Regions from separate parts of the Astyanax mexicanus genome. Here region 2 is linked to region 1. Evidence: chromatin contacts called from public Hi-C data. All regions are on one chromosome and are shown on one strand. Each heading gives the region's core, a stretch centred on a gene start, on an enhancer-like site or on the middle of the called end of the contact. The rest is flanking DNA. Distances are from core to core; before and after follow the strand shown.

Region 1 (6,523 bases), core at 435-2,934:
CTTGGTTTTATCTCCTGCTTGCACGGGCAATTCGAAAATGTGCAGCAGCCTGATCCAGATCCTGATCCTATTTCCTCCTGTTAAAATAACAGAAATGTAATTCAGTGCAAAGGGGTTCTGTATACGACTACTGACAGAACATAAATAGGTTGTGCTTAGATGGTTGTGTTTTTTGCACAGGGAAAAGTTTGGACGTAATATGAAATCTGAGTAGGAATAGGAATAGAAGATATATTGAACCTTTGATTGTGTGACTGAACAGTGGACAAAATAAATAAATAAACAGATAAAAACGCAGTGTATGAACAGTTTATCCTGTGGAGCAGGCTGAGATGCCGGTTGATAGCAAAATATTACTGAGCGCAGACTGCCACCCACCGGCTGTTAAGAAAAATGAAACCAGGTGCCTTGAGCTCAATTTAAAGCTACATTTTCAAAACATTTAGCTTAGCTAGCTTGGCTAAGCTAGCTGTTAGCTGCTGCTCATGTGTGACTGTATTAACTTGTTATTATTATTATTATTATTTTTAATACATCTAGCTAGTATCTCATTGCACAAATCTTCAGCAATCAATGTTCCAGAAGTCTACGCTAGCTAGGTTAACTTAGCTAGTTACACATTAAGAGAGCCAAAAGGTTAGCTAGCTAGCTGGCTATCTAACCTAGCTAACTAAGCTAAGCTAAGCTAACTACTATCGAACCCTTTTGTCCATTTTAACATTCACAGGACACACCACGATATGAGCCCAAAATAATCAACAATACACCATAATGTAATGCCCACCGCTCAGTCTGCATATCAGCAAGCTTAGCTGCCTAGCAAACAAGTTATCTACGATTATATGAGCTTTGGGTTTTATGAAGCTTATCATAGCTAGCCAGATTAGCTAAGCTAACGCTAGCGTTTCAAAATTAGAACACTCCCGTCGACTGACACCAAGATCTCAGCTGGGCTAACGCTACCCCGACTAGCATCGAGTTAGCGAGTTAACAGGTCCAGAAAATACTGAATGCCTACAGCTGGGTGAATTTATTACACTAGTGCTCGATGATAAGGACCGTAAGGGCCCACAGCAGGTTAAATCCCTGCCCCGGGGTTGTTTAGACAGCTCGTTATTATTAACTAGCTGCGATAATCGACTGCTTGCCATCAGCTGGGCCTGAGAGACTCTCAGGTTAACTATAGCTCTAGCGGTTAGCTCACACGCTAACCGCCCTGTCGGCTAACAAACGCACCCGGAAAGTGCAAAACAGGGAATTATCTCGCTCCGGAGAGTCGATCGCCGCTTTAATACTTACTTCGCACTTTTTCCTAAGCTGAGCCCTGTCCGTCACGAGCGCCCGGGGCGAGCGGGGCGGCTCTGTAAATCTGCCATATAGCAAAACAAAAAATGCCAGATAATTTACATTAAAATTCAAGATGGCGACTTGAGTGGAAAGGCAGCACACAGAGCCTCCTCCGAAAGAACTAGATCCCCAGAAAAGCCGCTCCGCCGATCCGCCGGGGCTCTCTAGCCCGCTTCCCGCGCCCGTCCCGATCCCAGTCCGGCCAAATAAACGCGGTCACGGAAGCGCGCGGCGGTTCTTTTTATCAATGACAACAGTGTCCTGCGAAACTCGGATGTGTACAAAGAGGAGCGCTGTTATTTCCCTTTAAATGTCCCCTCGTGTGACTGACTGCGCAGCTCACCGGCGTGCATAGCAACAACATCCTCCTCTCAGCCCGAGCCAGCAGACTCACCGAGGCCCCGGGCTCCACATCTAACACACCTAACTACTGCTGCCTTACCTAACTACAAACCTGTTGCTGCACAAAGCACAGTTTACACACATTTAACACAGCACGAGACCCTAAAATCACACTCAGTGAGACAAGCCCTAACTATACCCCTCTATAGCATGGTTTTGCCCTTAAGGAACAAAGCAAACTTTTAGTTGTGTATATATATATATATATATATATATATATATATATATATATATATATATATATATATATATATATATATATATATTTCTTCACAGACTAATATTAGAGATATTTTTTTTACATTTAATATTGGTGGTAAAATCTTTTCTAAAACCAAAGCAACATGGAAGCAGTGCCAGCAATTAGTTTCAGCTAAAATAATTTTGGAGACTGCCTGCTCTGCATGCTTTAGGGAATTCCCTGCTTGAGATTTGAGCTTAACTTGTGTTTAACATAACATTTAATCTTGGGGGGAAAATAATTTCTGGAACCAAATTAAGCTACATGGAAGCAGTGCCAGCATTTAGTGTTTAAGCTTAAATTAGTAGTTCAGGAGAATCCCTGATGCTTTAGGAGCATCCCTGCTTACACACACCTGAGCCAAATGATCAGCTTCTTAGTCCCCAGGCTCAAATCTAAAATCACACCCAGTGACACAAGTCTTAACTTTAACCCTCTATAGCATGTTTTTTTTTTACATCTGTATGTTTATGTTTTTTTTTAAATATAATGTAAAACACATGTCTGAACAGACTTAAATCATCTAACATCTACTACTGCCTTAACTACAAACCAACCCCTGCATAGTGCCCAATTTACACACTTAATACAGCACTAAAGCCTAAAATCACACCCAGTGATGCAAGTCCTAACTTCAGCCCTCTATAGCATGGTTTTGCCCCTATAGGCAATAAAGCAAACTAGGTAAAGTAATTCATTTTTTCATCTAGACTGCTAGATAGGTAAGATATTAAGCTAATAAAATAACAAAAACAAGCAAAAAAACCATTAATGTAATAGATATGTGCTTATTTGATACGTGTACAAAAAAGCTCTACAAATATTTGTGATTATATCAGTTATACTTATAACTGATAAATGGTTCTTTATTACAAAATAAAAAGTGTATATTACATTGTTGAGAGAGGTAATATGGATAACAAATAACACATTTATTTTCATTCATGTCAACACACTGCTTTGACTGCTTAGTTTGTGGATAATTACAAGTTTGTTACAATGGTGTTTGAGATCTATAAATATTGTAAAAATTCAGAACCTGCAACTGCAGCCGTATTAAAAAAATATGAAAAACTCTGTCTCTGATATTAAAAACAAGTAATTCCAAGTACAAGTGGAAACTCAGACTACAGAAATACACACCCCTCATTTCCAAGGCCTTTAATAAAACCATGATTGTAAAACATGCAAATCATGATTTTGCATAACTTTTATTGCTCATCTATTTGAAAGCAACACAGAGTTTAGATGAGACTGTTTCAAGTTAGCAGAAGATGTTCTTAAAATCACCTCTAAAAAAAGTCCAAGGTTCAATTTTAGGGTTTTAGGGATTATACTAAATGCCTTTAAAAGCTACATCAGTAGAAGTTATTACATAAAATGTAACAAATGCGCTGCCTGATAAATTACATTGTTAAGACATAAGTATTTCAAACATAAACAAACACATACTATATACTACACTTTGTGCATGTAACTCAAATATATTTACGTACAACCCCAATTCCAAAAAAGTTGTTACCCTGTGAAAATGTAAATAAATGTAAATAAAAGTATATTATTTGCAAATCTCACAAACCCATGTTTTGATCACAATAGAACATAAAACCCATATCAGGGAGACGTTTTACCATTTCATGAAAAACATTAACTGATTTAGATGGTAGCACAAATCTCAAGAAAGTTGGGATGGGGCAACAAAAGGCTGAAAAAGTTAGAGATACTAATAAAAAACGCTGAAGTAAAAACAATTTGTGGATAATTCATGTGACTGGTCATAAAAAGAAAATCTTTAGAGGCAGAGGTCTGTAAAAAAAATCTGGAGAAGCCTCTTTGTGCAAGGGACAAGGCTGATGATCGGTACTGGATACTCATGATCTTTGGGGCCTTAGGCAGCACTGTACTGAAAATTAAAATTGTACAGAAATGTCTAGTACAGAAATGATTCTGTACTAGAAATCACTGCATGAGCTCAGAAACACTGAACAGAATCAATGTCTGTGAACTAAAGCTGTATCATCCAAAGACGAAGCCACTGACAATAAATGTTGCAATTCATTTAGAAATCGAGGGACCACAGTCTGAAGTGGAGAGGCACACAGTCCATTGTGTTATATCAAGTCCAAAGTCAGTGCAATGCTTTCCCAGAAAATTTTTACAGCACTTTATGCTTCCCTCTGCTGACAACTTTTATGAAGATGTGGATTTTATTTCCCAGCAGGACTTGGCATACTGCCCACACTGCCAAAAGTACCAGTTGGTCTTATATAATATTTTATTTTTCTGTGATACTGTTTTTTGGGGTTTTCAAAAAGTAACGTTAACTTTTTAATGATATTCTCTGATATTTTATGATGCACTAGTACTTCTCTCAGACTGTTGTTCTTTGATTCTGTGCAGAACATCTGGAACGCCTAGGTTAAAACCTCTTGAACGGTTAGTTCAGAATAAGAGTGATAAGTGAGTCATTGCTACAATGCTTCAAAAGCCGTTTTAAACAGAGAGAAATCAGCTTTATGATCTGTAGAATATAACTGCTGCTTTCCTTATCAGGAAAAGTGGGAGCATGTTGATGATGTCATGCAGTCAGAAAGAACAACAAGAGCCCCTCTCACAGAGACTCAGAGCCACAGCCACCAGTTTAGCATTACTATCACCTCCCTTTACAGATAACAGGCTCAGCGAGGCTGAACCCAGTCAGGCTCGGACAGTAGTTTAGAGGTCAGCGCGGGGTTTAACCCGCTGGCTGGAGATAAACGCGCTCGGTTAAAGTGTGTCTCTGTAGTTTTGTCTAGGTCCGGACAGGAGCGCTAATGCTAACCTGCAGCGCTGCGTTAGCTTCTGTGTGTTTTTGTCCACTTAGCTAACCCACCTAACGCTAGCTAACATAGCCGGGCTTACAGAGCCAGGGATCCAGCTTTAGAGCTGCATGTAATTTGCATTGTGAACGGCACGATAACTAATATTTACCAAGCTGTTCAGGTTAGCTTTGTCTATTTTACCCTTCAGTCCATCATAATGCAGTGCTTCGAGGGGCAGCCGGTATGCTGAGGTAAGAAAGAGCATTTTACCGGTTAGCAACTGTTGACATGTTTAAATGCTAACTATTCAGATAACTTAGCTGTCTCACACACACAGTGTAACGTTACAGTGATCAGATCGCTGTCTTTTTAACCCTCCTGTTATGTTCATTTGTCAGGAACAGCAGTGGTGTTCCCCGGTTAATTTGACCCAGTGCATGTTTAATTAACCACAAGATGTCTGAAAAATGCTAACAAACAGTGTGAAGTGTGAGTATTTCATTACTAACTCTATTGCTAATTGTTCTATCATTATTTAGTGCAATGGTGTTCCTTACCTCTAACAGGTAACGGTTCAATTAGGATAATTCACTCGTTTTCCATAATAAAATACATGTGCAAACCTTTTTAGATGTTTCACTACATTTGAAAGACCAACATATAACATTGAAACATTAAAATTGCAATTTAGTTTTAGTTTTAGTTTTTGCAGGGGGTGGTTGCAAATATGTGATATGAACCATTTCTTATTATATGTTGATTACATTAATTAAGGCAAGCAGAAGAAGTTTTATACTGAAAAAATACTTTTAACTATTTTTTCTAGATCTTCAAACTTTCAATTTTGACCCATAACATAACAGGAGGGTTAATTAAAGAGTAACACATAGTAAATTCGTGTTACTTGTAAGATAAGCACCTAAAATAAAACAGTTACAAATTATACTAACCTACATATTTATATTCAGCTCCGTGAAGAATTAAGGGATCACTTCAAGATTATCAGTTTCTCTTTATTTGCATTATTTGAGGTCTGAAAGCACTTCATCTTTTACATTATTTTGACCATATCTTATTTTCTTCAAATAATGCTCTAAATGACAAATATGATCTACATCTCTCTTTTTAATTAAAGAGTAACATATTGTATTGTCTAGTTTAACATGTAAGAAAAGCACCTGAAATAAAACAGTTAAAATTATTATACTAGGTTATATGTTTATATACTGTATATACATATACACAGTCAATATACAGCTCCGTAAAGAATTAAGAGACCACTTCAAGATTATCAGCCCAAGGACTCTTAATTGGTGTAGCACAGCATCATTACCCAGACCTGGAAATGAACCCCAGTCTCTCACCTGGTAGCTCACTGGCAGGCGGCAGTGTTACCCACTGCACCACACCAGCCACGTTGTCATACCTATAAATAGTAAAAGCAGTGAAACTAATTATTTGAAATGGTCTGTTAACAAAAAAAAAGAACCCATGTTGATATATGTGACACAGACCCTTTAAAAAAAAATGCATAAACTGTACACTGTGCTCTCTCACGACAGGTGGAAATGTCTCAGTGAATGAGTGTAACAGAGGCATGAGCTCTTTAGAGCTTTAGGACTGATGTGTGAGATCATGCCTCCAAGGAAGAGACCTCTTGTTCCTGTAAGCACAAGAAGACGGCTGAAGGCGGACGATGATTACTTTCCTTTTAACTTTCTGCCAGTCGAAT
Region 2 (7,016 bases), core at 612-3,111, 39 kb before region 1:
CAATATTTTTGTTATTGTGCAATAAAATTAATATGGTGATAATTCAGCACATTCACATTGCTAATGCATTTGTTAGCAGTCAAGGCAAAAGAGTGTTCTTTTTCTGTATGTAGGGATTGATGAATGTGAGAAGATGGGAGGCACTGTGGAAACACATGACTGACTTTTATACAGCTCTGATCCACATGATATTGAGCAAATAATGATTTCAGGCTTCCATTTTAGTGCTCTTTGCATTTTCCAAGATACAGTCTGGATCCACAAGATGGCACACTAGCCACACATTTTTTTCCACACTGGATTTAACGCCACATACATTTGAAGCTGGAGAGACATACACACAAATTGTACTGTTGCTTACACCATAAGTAAATACTTAAAGCATTTTTAAAAGATTTTTTCTTTTAAATTCTTTTAAAAAGCAGTAGTATTCCTGAATGGAGAGGAAACACACTATTCCAATTAATGCCATCAAAGTGTTCCTGTGACCCCTGCAATGCCAAATATATACTTTATTAAAAGAAAGTAGTCAGGTGAATGGGGCTGCTAATAATGCTGGATATATTCTAGTGGCAAACCTAGGCCCAATATTATTTCCCCTACCCCTTGTTTTCGAGTGTAACCCTTCACCTTGGAACAGAGTTAAATTTTCTTCCTAAGAATTGGGACAATACTTCTTCGGAGAGCTACAGTTCAGCAACCAAACTTTTGGTTAATTTGTAAACTTTATAAAATAGTGGTAAAATAGTGGTTATCATAACTTTTAACAAAGAAAATCCTCAAAACTGAGGGTTACTGTTGTCGCCACTAACTTGCCAGAGATTCTCGTACCCCTCTGTTTTGAGTGTGCCTCTGAAAAGTCTCTGTTTGAAGGATCATGTAGCCCTAACACTTAACTTCCCTTCCCTACCCCTTCAGCCTAACCAGAATCAGGACATCCTACCCCTTGGCATGCACATGCAAAATGTATGCATTAATAAATGGTCAGTTCTAGAGAAACTTGTCCATTCAGATTTTTATGACAGTGTTGTTATATTTATGATATGATTTTGAGCTTAAACATGAAACATAAAATGTGAGTAGTCCCCTTTAAAATAAGTTCTACAGAATAAGGTATAATGTCATTTCCCCATGTTTACTTTACACTGTTTAAATTTAAGTCTCATTTAAATTAAATGTTACTGTCCTTTAATGTTGTTCAATTTAATTTATTTATAAACCTAATCTTTTCCCAATGCTATATAAGACACTGGCAACAGTCAAGCAAGAAATAGAAAATGTCAAACCACTGTTTACCCAAAGCCATACATTTCCACACAAATAATGTGTTCATGCATTTCTTTAACACTGATTGTTTTAAATGTTTCAGACAGCAGAGGGCTCCGCTGCACAGTGTTGGAACTTAATGGTAATTCCTAGGTGTGGCAAGGAGACCTTCAGTCTGAGCCACCTAGTTGTAACATCCTTGTTTGATCTAAAGTTGTGGCTCTTAAGAATAAACTCAGGGGAAATAAATAACTGATAAAGACTGACCCATATCGGAAAATAGCAAGGCTGACCAGATATGGAGAAGGCCGTTCCCACGTCTCCAACTTCATAGGCCTCTTAAGGACACCATATAGAGGAGAGCTGCAGAATGCCAATGGTTTGGGCATTTTCTTACTTGGAATGATGTACAGTATGAGGTGGTGACCCATCCAACAGGATTATGTGGGACTAGTGGAACATTGGTTCCAAGTGAGCAAGAGTTCTTAGTTCTGAGGGTTATACGTGTGTTGTTCCTGGGACCATATAGGGCTCTCGAATGGGCTCTCCCCATTGTTATAGCCCACTTTCATCTCAAATGGGGGCCATCTAAGCCCCATGCGTGTAAAGTGTACAACTCTATGGGGCTCATGTTTAACCCCTTCTGTTTCCCGATTCCTTACATCCATATGTGGGCAAACATGGAACCCTTGGGCAAAATTTCCCTGGTCCCTGTTGGACCCTTGATACAAGCCCCACATGGGTGTGTTGACTGGGAAATGATTTATTCTATGCATATTAAAAGCCAACTGTCGAAATGGCCTTCTTAGGATATTTTTAATCTTGTAGAAATATAGAAAAACAGCTGACCTAGTTTAAGACCATCTTATAAGGTCATCTTATAATGATTTCAAATATTTGGTCTTATTGCCTTTTTTCCTTTTTCCATTTTGCTTCATACCTTTGCTTTGCTCATAACAGTGCAGTATAGTATTATACAAGGCTGTGGCAATCATTCTGTTTGTTTCTGCTGATACGTAACCAGGCTGGCTCTCTCTGGTGTCGCTGGCAAGGAAAGAGATTCTTGCACTGGCCTAAAAAAAACATTGATTGCATGACCACTGTCCTGGGCACAGGCTAAGCCTGTTATTGTGCCATGTTGAGTTTTGAGTGGAAAATTACAATTCGCTGTGCGTAGTCCAGGGGTTGGGTGTGTCTTGAATACCTTCTTATCAGATTAACTTCAGCATGTCACTTGTTCGGCAGCCATGCACCTTATTTGGGTACACTTCCCATATTGATCTTACCTATATTACCCTGTAAATAAAGTAGATCTAAAGTGTTGCCATTTCAGTGCTTATGTTCATACCTTTGGTGTACAGGGTGCCTTCCAATCCAATGACTTTAAAAAATACTTTTTACGTTTTTATGTAATTTTGTGTTGCCTGTCTAGTCCTTATAGGCAAGTCTGTTCACTTGGGGGCCATTATGTCAAAATCAGCCAGCAGTTTTCTCCAGTCATAAGATTCCCAGTTTCCCATCTCTTTAAATTGTCTGGGATTAAAACGCTATCACTTGAGTTGTTTATTTTAAACTAAAAGAGGACAAAATATTGTAATAAATGACATTAATTGAGACCAAAGTGTGTTTTCTCTGGCCAAGCTGCACCTCATGATTTGCTGATTATTGAGGAACACTAAGGCTGCTGATGATACTGATACAAGAGCTACTGAACACATGGAGATATCAGAACAGCAGAGTCCTTGTTTGCTTATTAATGCACAGTTAAACCAAAGTAGCCCAGGATTAGGAACTGATGAGTGGCGGAGTGACATTTTTCTTACTGACTGTCACTTTAATGAATAAAATCTGTCCAAATCCTTGTAAACACAGCATGTCTGATGTCTGATGTCATGACAGATATCATAATGAGCAATAAAAGAACTCTCATTCATCATTCACCAATGTTGAAATTTATTATATTCCCTTTGTTCTCATATGGTGCATACTTAAAAAAACAGACTGAAGACTACAGAAAAAAACACATATAATATAGTAAAAATATTATATCATATAAATAAATATAATAAAAAATATATTTAATAAAATATGTTGATCATAAAAGAGAGAAAGAAAGAAAGAAAACGAGGGTGTGTCTGGGGCATACGAGAGAAAAGAGAGAGTGAGAAAAATGTAGATGTGAAGTCAAGGTGAAGTAAAATAAAGTAAAGCAGTCAGAAGCAGGGGGAGCATTATCATTTACAGATTACTCAAATCGGCTGTTGTGTACAGATGAGGTAAAAATGGGGGGTGCGGTGCTGGGTGCTTGATTCAATTTTATTATACGGCAAAATAGTGGCCTAAGAGAACTTTTTAAAATGTTTTTTAGATTTACCACCATTTTATCATCATCAACATTATATATTCATCATTGTCAAAATACTGTGCTTTTTGGCCCTCAAGATCTTAAAACAACGACTATGCAGAAATCATATTTTCTCAGCATAATTACCTTGTTTTCACATGCATGCATTTGACCCTCCTGTCATGGCAAGCTGCTCGACAAGGTGGACTGTTTTAGTGAAACCTGGGATTTAATGAAAACATGGTTAACCTAGATTGACCAAGACATTTAGAACTGTTCATGGTGACTTTATTCTGTTTTAAAAATATTGTTTTATTTTTTACGTTTATTTTAATTACTGTGGACACCTTAGGTAAATGTGGAGACAATAAAAGAAATATTAAGTAAAATGAATATTATTAATTGCTGAACAGGAAGCATGTGTCTTTAGTTCCTTTAAAATACAACATTTGTGATCTGACTGATCTCAAAGGGTACTTTCTTAAAAGGGGAGTTTATCCTATGCTGACAGCAAGGGCAGGGAATTTTCAGGTAAATTTAAACAGCCTGATATTCATATTCTTATTACACCCCTCCACCCCACATTAAAGAAGCTGTGTAAAATATACAAGATACGCTGATATTTGTAATAATGTGTTCATTCATGAGCGAATCCTGAAATAGGTATTGTTACACTGTGTTTAAGTTAGTACCTATTTCTACAAAACATAATTTTACATCAAAACACTCTGAACGACTTTGTTTGCATTTCTAAAATTCAGTAATGTGGTGGTTTTAATAGTGGTTGATACTCCTTGGGAAGTCCAGTACTTTTAAAGACTTGTATCTACTGTATTTCTGATTGTTATGCAGAATAGAAGCAAATGCCTCTTTTAATTAGTAGGATGGTAGTTGCTTAGGACAGCTTGGCTCCAAAATGCGTAGAGGCTCCTCTGGCCGGAACCAATCAAACTCAAGCTATTACTCTAAAAGCTCTTCAGACTGCAGACCCAGGAACAACAGAGGCTGAAACACTGGCTTATATAACACCAATATCTCATCCAGACAGGACACTGCGGCGTGACATCACTAGGAAGGAGACAGCGAAAATCCTTAAATGTGCTAGACAAGTGCATTTACTTTATTCCCTTTTTAAACTTTTATTTTAATATTTATTACATGATGATTTTTAAATAACAGTTTTAAGTTTGTTACAAAATCAGGGGGTAGATTTATACAGGTGAAAGAAAAACATCTTAGATGCCTAGTACTTTCTTAATTTTATATATAGAAAAAAGATTAACTATTCACTGCACAGCTTTAACTGATTAATAAAAAAATTTAAATGTGGTTCATGATAATGTGGAAACCTCTTAAAAATATTTTAAAAAGGGAAATTCAATTGAAAAGTCAATAGAAAAGTCCAAACAAAAAGTATATGTCTAGTTCATGAGTTTTTAAACTGCAGAATGCCAGAATCCTCATAAAAACTGCTTTTTTGCGTTTTAAGAAGAAATTTCTTCTTAAGGACAGTTGGTGAACGAGGACCGTTCTTTCAAATATCTTGATGTTTATTAAAATAGTAAATTTTTCTTAGGAAAGCTTTTGTGAATTCAGCCCCTTCTGTAATCTAATCCAGCTGTGTCTGCTAAAATGAGCCCAAGGCTAAAACTGAATGTTGGATTGGTGCCATCTCTTGATGTATAGCTTATGGTTATGTAATATGACTTTGATGTGTTGACAGGAATGTATGGGATGTTTTACTGTGATGTTATTTCTTAACAGCTTGGGACATGATGTGCTGGTCTGAGTTGTTATTCTATGTAACTGACGGTAACATAGAATAACATAAGGATATAATGCAAAGCGCTGCTGAAGGTGGAGGAAAGAGATATACAAAAGCAAAACATAAAAAAGGACAGATCACTCTTCCTCTCTGTGGTGATGAGAGTTGCTGTGAAGCCTTGGGGTTGACCAGATGATGTTCAGAATCCTCCCTGTTTCCTGACCACCTGTGTGATCTATGTGTGTGTGTTTGTGTGTGTGTGTGTGTGGTTGAGAGAGAAAGAGAGAGTGTGTGTTTGAATCCTTAAAGTGATTTAGCTGTGCTGAAATCCTTCCAGATCTTCCCTTTTGGCACCCTTTAGTTGACGGATCTGCCAGAACACCTCCCCCTCCTCCATCAAACACAAAATGAAAAAACTTCTCTGGCCACAGCGGCTCCCTGGCAGCCGTCTCTCTCTCTCTGGCAGCGTTCTAGATATCTAGCTCACGCTGCTGCAACATTGTACTTGCAATATCCTCTAAGTGTCTCTTCTGAACTAAAGTTATGGCTTTAATTATATCACCTGCTATTCATCACTGGACGGTGGCGGAGCAGGACTGCAGTAAGAGGAATAAAAGGAACTGTGCTATAAACCAGAGCGATTAGAGCAGAAGGCTGTTGCTGCCCAGGCTTAGTTTCAGCCACCATTAATAGTTTCTCACAAACGCAATGACATCACTATTGCTACGTTCACATCACCAGAACAAAGTTGCTTAAATCAGGTGTTTTACCATAATTGTGATACATGGGTTTCTGTGATATCAAGGTTGAAGCCAGCAACAAACCATTTGATATTTTCTTGAATTCTCTGCACTTTTGTAACTCTGTTTTTAATGAGTTGCTGTTCACACAAAATCGCATTAAAATACGTATTAATTTACCAGAGCATAAAGAGTGAAAAACCTTAATAGGGCAAAATTGTATTTGGGATGACAGTCTGAACATTGCCTTTCATCATGTGTATGTGGTTCTAGATTGGATTTGTATCCAATTTGTAGGCAGATTAGTAGAATGAAAATGATCAAATTTAAGTGTCCTTTATGACTTTACACAAAATAGGGCTTTCATCATCATCCAGCAATGCTGGAATAACACAATGCATGAACGTATCAATCTGCCCATGTGTGCATTTCTGGGACAGAGTTATTTACATTACAGATAGATACAGGAACTGTATACAGAATCTGTCATGACAGACAAAATATCCCTCTCTTGGATTAGCTTCCGAAATAATTAGATACAAAAAGGTCTAATAAAACCAAAGAAAAACCAAGAAACGCACCTTAACATCATGAAAAGTACAGTACATACCATTGATATAAACTAGATATAAACTAGGTCATTCAGAGTGCATTTTGATATGAAACCAAACCCACCAGTGAACATTTTGAGCTGGAGTTTGTGATGTAGAATAATGGCAAAGCGTGTTTTTTGGGATCTGCTGGACCTTATATCACCCTGCATGTATCTCTCCTGTAAATGCATTTGGGATAGAATCATTTTGAGAATATATATACAAAATACATAAAAATGATTTTTATTTTTTTTTGTTTTAGTCTCCCAAACTTGATCCATTAGTAGTCATGATTAGTTTATTAGCAC

What was found. Hi-C and Micro-C count contacts between places; a contact is called where the count stands out from the background.
Region 2: a Hi-C map of muscle shows a contact between it and region 1, with 14 times the contacts expected there. The contact joins the enhancer-like site here to the promoter of kmt5b in region 1. A contact is called at or near these places in 2 of 3 Hi-C or Micro-C datasets (both in muscle).

The regions. Positions count from the first base shown.
Region 1 is chr9:25,139,026-25,145,548 of AstMex3_surface, reverse strand. kmt5b (lysine methyltransferase 5B) reads right to left here and starts at 1,684. Exons shown (of 10, transcript XM_015607604.3): 1 at 1,300-1,684; 2 at 1-77. It overlaps si:dkey-12e7.1 (F-box protein), which reads left to right and starts at 4,567. Exons shown (of 2, transcript XM_007256235.4): 1 at 4,567-5,042; 2 at 6,354-6,523. The coding sequence starts at 6,415.
Region 2 is chr9:25,177,521-25,184,536 of AstMex3_surface, reverse strand. It overlaps syt19 (synaptotagmin XIX), which reads left to right. Exons shown (of 7, transcript XM_007256255.4): 7 at 1-3,154. Among protein-coding and RNA genes, the nearest start is that of syt19, 11 kb to the left of the region's middle. Within about 2 kb of position 1,861, the one cell type or tissue checked has an H3K27ac peak away from gene starts, as active enhancers do.